Regions from separate parts of the Mus musculus genome. Here region 2 is linked to region 1. Evidence: chromatin contacts called from public Hi-C data. All regions are on one chromosome and are shown on one strand. The core of a region is the stretch at or near the end of the contact, and the rest is flanking DNA. Distances in the headings are between cores, read along the strand shown.

The links. A called contact is a pair of places that touch in the nucleus more often than the background predicts.
Region 2: a contact with region 1 is called in a Hi-C map of uterus, with 5 times the contacts expected there. The contact joins two enhancer-like sites. A contact is called at or near these places in 1 of 484 Hi-C or Micro-C datasets (uterus) and 1 of 9 other capture datasets (embryonic stem cells).

What each region holds. Positions count from the first base shown.
Region 1 is chr6:52,416,412-52,420,076 of GRCm38.p6, reverse strand. No RefSeq gene overlaps it. Among named protein-coding and RNA genes, the nearest start is that of 1700094M24Rik, 74 kb to the left of the region's middle. Within about 2 kb of position 1,461, at least 37 of the 459 cell types and tissues checked have an H3K27ac peak or open chromatin away from gene starts, as enhancers often do. A contact at or near this core is called in uterus, where this site is marked.
Region 2 is chr6:52,800,095-52,803,802 of GRCm38.p6, reverse strand. The region is part of intron 3 of Jazf1 (JAZF zinc finger 1); the gene reads left to right. Among named protein-coding and RNA genes, the nearest start is that of Gm52904, 3.1 kb to the right of the region's middle. Within about 2 kb of position 1,477, at least 63 of the 459 cell types and tissues checked have an H3K27ac peak or open chromatin away from gene starts, as enhancers often do. A contact at or near this core is called in uterus, where this site is marked.

The sequences.
Region 1 (3,665 bases), core at 212-2,711:
GCAAGATGGCTCAGAAGATGTTCACACCAAGCCTCATAGTCTGAGTTCAAACACCAGAACCCACCTGGTAAGGGAGGAAAGTCAGTCCTGAGAATTGTCCTCTGGCCTCTACACATGTGCACACATACACTCACACACACATTCTTACACACATACATACACACTCATATTGAAAAAATAATGTAATAATTTGTTTTTAAGAGCCATATCATCTGGCCCTTTGATTTTAGTGGAGATGTAAAGACTGATTTGAAAACAGAATTCTTTGAAATAAATGTGAAGTCATTTGTTCATTTTATTTTTCACTTTTGCGGTGCTGAGAATCAAACCTAGGGCTATAAACAGGCTATGCAAATGTTCCACCACTTAGCCAGAGCCCTTAAAAAAATATCATAGTATGTGTGTTGTGGGGAGGTCGGGGGTACGTGCATACCATAACACACATATGAAGCTCAGGGAACAACCTTGAATGTCAGTCCTTGAAATTTACCTTGTTTGAGACATTGTTTCTCTGTGGCTCACTGCTATAGATACCAGATTAGTTAGCTCAAAAGTTGCTGGTGATTGTCCTGCCTGTGTCTCCTGTGTCCAGTTAGAGGCATTACAGATGACAGTTACTATGTACTTTTATGCAGCCAAACTCAGGAGGTCAGACTTGGGCGGCAAGTCCCTTAACGACTAAGCCTTCTCCCCAAACCAGCCCTCGGCTTCTCTGAAGCTCTTAGTAATCCACTAGGTGCTCTCTTGTAATCCCAGTGCACTGGAGGCTGAGACAGAGGGATCAAGTTCAAGGCCAATGGAGTGAGAACTTCTATTAAAAAGAATCAAATCGCCATCATCATCTTAGGTGGAAAATGGGCAAAACTGTTACCGTTGCCTCTGTTTCTAGTGATGAAGGAGTGGAAACTAAGACGGTCCAAATCAGAAGCCCAAGTGAAGCCCTGCCCAGTTCACTCAAGGCTCAGTGACACTGTGCTCTCAGAGCCCTGTGACAGATGAGCTCCCTCGCAGAGGAACATCTGGAATGATTTTAGGTGACAGAACTGCATATAATGGAAATAGACATCCTGAAGAATCAATATTAAATCAAGAGGCCATCAGCTAGGTGGTATTCCCGCCTTAGCCCCGCTGAAGACATTGGGAGGAATTATTTATTGTTAGGACATTTTTCATCTTGGGAACATCACTGACACCTTTATTTTAATAATTTTTTCCAGATGACCCTGCTTGGGGCCTTTCTCTGGAACAGCGTCTTATTAATTACTTTCAGAGTCTTGGCTTTGTATGTGTCCAGACAGGGGTGAGGGGACCAGAACCATCCAGATTCTTCCAGATCCTTGTGTCCAACTCTTAATCCAGTTATTAAAAGGCTGTTAAAATAACTCCTTCCTGGAGCCGCTCCACGGAGGCGGAGTGAAGAGGAAGGACTTTGCAGCTGCCCTGGCCCTGCCTGGCTGGCCCTTATTCAAACACTAACGCTCGCTCGCTCACTCACAACCTCCTTTGATTTACACGGCTGCAGCCCAACTGTTTTGAAAAGCTGATGTTGTGGAATCTTTAAGTCCTCTGTGACCTAGGTCACCAAAGACAGGAGCAATTTAGTAAAAGTATTAATTGAAACTCTCTTGACAAGCCCCACTCCTTCAGATAAAGTCACACATCAAACCCACACAGGCCGCCAGGCTATTCTGAGCTGCCTGAGCTTTTCAATATCTCATAAACAGGCCCCTCAATCACTACAATCTAATAAGGCTATAATCATCATTGACACTATAATGATTAAAATGAATAAAACCCATTAAGAAAAGTCATGTTGAGTTATTAAAAGTTTCGCTCTGTGTGATATGTAATCTTTTATCCATTTTTTATGATGAGATCTGTAACCATCTATCCACAAAAGACCATTAATTTACTGCGCTGTGGATGTTACCATGCTCTTTAGTTTAACAGCTTATCATTGATTTCTTGAGGGAGATATTATATTTGGAGAAATACACATGGAACCAAAGCCCGAATGTTCTGTAAATTTCCCACTGACAGGATGATCAAAGAACTGGGGCCTGCTGGGCCACACAGGGCTGGTGAGCAAGTTCTCTAGAGCAGAGAGAGCCCTCAGGCTACCAGGGAGCATCTCAGGGCTTCTAAGGAAAGGTCATGTGTATGGCTGGGGTGGGGGGGGGTTGGAGGGAGAAAACGATAAAATGTCCATTAACTGGAGCCTAGTTAACTGGCTTATTGGCATCTATTAGAAACAAATTGCAAACAAAAGTGATCCTATTATAAACTTCTCCTCATCCCTTGTGCCAAGGGCGGCCCCTGATTGGTTCAGAAAAGGCCCCAGTAAATACAGTGCGGTCAAATGGCTCCTTTATTGCAAAGAGATTGGGTTTCGGCCAGCAGCAGCCTCCAGCTGCAACTAGCAAGGAACTACAAAGTTGGGCGCCATCCATGGGCCCGACGAACAGAAAGAGCCCTGGAAGGCCTGCTAATGTGCTCCTGCCACATTCTTTCAGTGGAGACTTTCCCCCCTAAGCAAACAGTAATAAAAAAAAAAAATCTGAATGGAGAGATGTGTACACAGAGCGCAGAGTTAAGTGGTGGGGAGCCCATACTTCGTGTGTGCTTTTTCTCATAATAAACTCGGCTTCAATATCTTTACTGCTCATCTCCTATTTAATCTTATTAACAGTAAAACCTAAAAAGATTCTGTAAAGCCAAGAAGAGGATGTTGTCTTGAAAGGCGCTCTTCATTTTCCTGAAATGATTAATAAATCCACTTGCCAGACTTCTGGGCCAGCCTCTAAAGTGAACTGGCTTGCCCCGGGTTCCCTAGCAGGTAAGGACATAGTCTCACTCAACCAGGTAACAATGAGAGGCTTCGTCTTATCAGAATTCCTTATTTTCTAAATTTCCTCCCCCTTTTGAAGTCTTGCTGGTTTGTCTCCCCTCCACCACCACCACCACCCTCTCCCCACCGTTCTATCTAAATAACATTAGGTCGTAAAAGTCATTCTGTAACATACCGTCTCTTAGTGGAAGCCTGTCCTTACCAAAATAATCAAATATTCTTTATGACCACCCTTTTAAAAAGAAAACAGCAAATTCCATCTATAACGTTGAAGCATAGTTCAAAGCCAAAGCACAGCTAACACATTGATTTTTATCAATCTTTGGACAGTCAATTCAAGCCTATACCACATCGTTATGTAAGACAAAATGGTATCCTAATGAAATTAAAAGGCAGACTCATCAAGAATAAAAAGAAAATGGTCCTTCATATACTATGTCATTAACCTGTGGAAATAACTGCTTCAGGGCACAATGGAGGCTGACAGCTTGGAGGGGAGCCATGGATGATGTAATACTCCATAGATAAGAATGGCATTTACTCCATCAGTGAGAACATTTGTGTGCCTACATCCTTTGCAGTTAGGACGCCTCCCACGCCTCTCCCTGCTTATGAGAAGATGGAGAGAGAACTGGGGGGTCTCTCAGACCTTCCCCTGATCTTACCAGTGTGGTGTCAGCTATGGGGAAAGTATCTATTTCTTGTCTTTATTCTCCCCTCCCTTTAGAGGGAGCAATGTAAATGTAAAGCAAGCTGCCTGTGGCAAGTCTCAGCAGCCCCAGCCCTCCAGATGCTAACCTGAGGTACAGGTGAGGCT
Region 2 (3,708 bases), core at 228-2,727, 380 kb before region 1:
GTGAGTGTTATCCTGCTTCCTGGGCTTCCTGAAGCTGCAGGTACCATTTCCCTGCTACGGACAGCCCACGTGAGAACAAAGGAAGTCAGTACAAGCAGCAGAGGGGCTGTCAGGCTCTCTGGCATTTGCTTCCCACTGAAGGACAGTAAGCAGGATCCTTAGTGTTCCTCACTTAGGAACATTACTAAACGAGTAGCATGAACAAAGAAAGCAATCCCCTCTCAAGTGAGAGACTGCGGAGAAAAGGTGAGGGGTGGAGAGAGCTGCCAAACCGCCTTACGGAACTATCTTACAGAAAATCCATGAGTGGCTGAAAGTGTTTAAGTGCCTAGATTTTGCAATATTTAAAATATTTTGTGTCCTGTGTCAAAAAGAATACTTCGTTATATTGAGAAATTTACAAGAAAGAAAAACTATCTATTTCAACCTGTGTCCAGAGAATCCTCAAAGTGAACTTGGTGTGATGGCTCTGGTCGCACAGGTTAATCTCAGAGTAATGAAAAATGTTGATAATTTGACTTGTGATAAAACTGTTTCAAGTACAACCATTTTAACACCACTTTTCCATGTTTGTTAATATTCATGCAATGCTTCCATACTTAACACTTTATGTTTAGTTATAAAGCTAAATTCCATCTCCACTATTAGCTGTTATTGTTTAATCAAAACCAATAAAAACCAAAATGTCCACTGTTAGGAATTCCAACTAGGAAGTCCTGACAGGCTTTACAGCCATGTTGCCTGGTGCTGGAAACAGTCAAGGCTTTTGCCCTCAATCCTGGTTGCTTTTCTTTGTCCCAGCAGAAGCCACATCCCAGACAGGCCAGAAAGATGACAAGATGAGGCTCACACATTGGACTCTGCAGCCCAGACCCCTGCATCCAAAGTGAATTCCCTCTTTCTAAACCAAGGTCCATAGCTCACATGAGCCAGCGGCCCTCCATGTGCACTCGCCAGGAAGTTTCTTCTGGCAGCAAGAACAGCCTGCTCTACGGGGGCTAAGGTAGCCCATGGCCCACTTAGGAACTGGTGAGGATGCTATGGGAATGGGAGGAAACCAGCTGACTCAGTGCTTCACACACCTCCATGGAGGAGGGGATAGATGGATAGTCCACTCTGATGGATTTGCAGACCTGCCAAATGGGTAGGTCTCCAAAGAACCCTTTTCTTCTCCCCCTCATCCCAATCCACTGTCTAAAACGTGGCACATTAAAATCAGAGAAGGCCTTTCATCTTTGTGGGTATCGCAGCAGCGAACTCATTTTAATGTCTTTTCCATGTGGCTCTAGTTTTAACAATAAAATGATCCCCAGGCACACCCAGCTGGACAGCATTAAAGAGAGGATCTGCACGTGGGGGGGTGGGGTGACTTAGCTAATTTGCCTTTGCTGAAAAGACAACAGGGTACAGAGCCTCCCTGCTCCTGCCCGGAAATTTGCTCACGATTCTTGGAAATGCACTAAAAAGGAAGTGGTAATTGCCAGGAAGGGGGAAGCTTAAGCTGCGGGAAACTGTTGAGCGCCAGGACCGAATGGTGTCTGGTTGTACCGTCTTAGCACCTTGCAAACAAACCTACACTGTCCCTCTTAGAAAAATGAGGACTGGCATTAATTTCTGTCCAGGCCTTGGGGAGATCTTATCTGATCAAAGGTATAGTTCATACTCCGCTCTGCTGAGCGAGTTCTGGCTCCGTTTGCTATGAAGAGTCACATAAAGTCAACCACATAAAGTCACAAGAAACTCAAGTTGTTGGGGAGTTTTGACGTGCAAGTGCTGTGCTGTACTATGGTTTCTGTCTTTGTAGCATCGTTTCTAAGTGTTATTTTAAAGGAAGTAAAGGAAAAAGGCAGGCAGGCAGGCACACTCTGAATGTCTAGGGGCTCCAGGAAACTGAAACACCGTTGAATGCACCGGAGAGCCTTTCCCTGCTGCTGTCAGCCCACTATGACAGCACCTCACAGCTTCAGTTGGGTGGATTTATATAGTTTTAACATAGAAACATATTTCAACATCCCCCAGATTTTCAAAGAAAAAGCCGCTTTCTTTCCTCCTGGCAAATACTGAAGACCCTGCTTCTCACAGAGCCAGCCATCCACACACCAACGTAAGCTGCTGAGTTAAGGTTTTCATCAGAGCTGGCTCCGGTGGTTCCGTGCCTGTCCTTCTGGACACTCAGGAGGCCCAGGCAGGGGCATCGCCTGACAAGGCCACCCATATTACAAAGGGAGGTACCGAGCTCCAAAAGGAGGAGGAGGGAGAGGAGGACGAGGAGGTTGTCATCAGGATGTTTAACCTGAAAGCAGCCGAACAGGATTCTGAGCCCCTGACACATTCCTGCACGTCTTTGGATCTCTTCCCCGAGGTAGAACTGTTATTTTCTGGCAGGTCACTGTACCCTGGCTGTTATGAGATTGAGAATAGGCAGGCAATTTGGGATGACATTTTAAGACATGATTGTGACCCCGCATGCAGAGTAGGCACCCCATCCCCTAGGACGTTACTAAGAGTTCACAAAACTTGACCTTTGTCGTGCTGGACATCTCTCTGTACGGTCCATCCCAGTGACATTAGTGTTGACCAAGCACTGAAAAGCCATGAACAGCACTTTGCTGCCATGCAAAGAATAAATGAAAGCCACTTGGTTTGTAGAAAAGCTGTGTATATAATTTAGAACATATTATATTATGTAGTAAAGAAAATTATTTTCTTAAATCCTAACAAAATGTGCCAAATAGTTACTGTGCAAAAGCAGAAGTTGAGTGAGACTATACCGGGGCCTAGCAAACACAGAAGTGGATGCTCACAGTCAGCTAATGAATGGATCATAGGGCTCCCAATGGAGGAGCTAGAGAAAGTAGCCAAGGAGCTAAAGGGATCTGCAACCCTATAGGTGGAACAACATTATGAACTAACCAGTACCCCGGAGCTCTTGACTCTAGCTGCATATATATCAAAAGATGGCCTAGTCGGCCATCACTGGAAAGAGAGGCCCATTGGACTTGCAAACTTTATATGCCCCAGTACAGGGGAACACCAGGGCCAAAAAGGGGGAGTGGGTGGGCAGGGGAGTGGGGGTGGGTGGATATGGGGGATTTTTGGTATAGCATTGGAAATGTAAATGAGCTAAATACCTAATAAAAAATGGAAAAAAAAAAAAGCAGAAGTTGAGATGGCAGAGGCAGGTTGGACCTGAGCTGCCGAGATGAGCTTGCCACAGAAGTTGGAAGCTGGCGCGTCTCCCTACACTGAGGATAGCAAAATCCCACAGAGACAGTCTTCTCCAGGTGTATATGCTCTTTTAAAAATGAAAATCATAAACTTAAGAATATGAAGGAATTACAAATAGGAAATTTCTTTTTCCCCTTTTATTGAAAATAAGTTTTTTCCCACATAATATCCTGACTAGAGTTTCCCTGCCCTCTGCTCCTCCCAGCTTCTCCCCAGCTCCCCTCACATCTGCATCCATTCCCTCTCTGTCTCTCATTAGAACTCAAACAGGCCTCTAAGGGGTTATAATAAAATAAAATGTAATATAATGAAATAAAAATAATAAAATAAAACAAACGCTAATAATTGGAAGTGGAGAAAACAAACCAACAGAAGGAAAAGAGCCCAAAGAAAGGCACAAGAACCAGAGACCCACTCACTGGCATGTTCAGGAATCCCATAACACACTAAACTGGAAGCCATAATTTACAGAGAGGACCT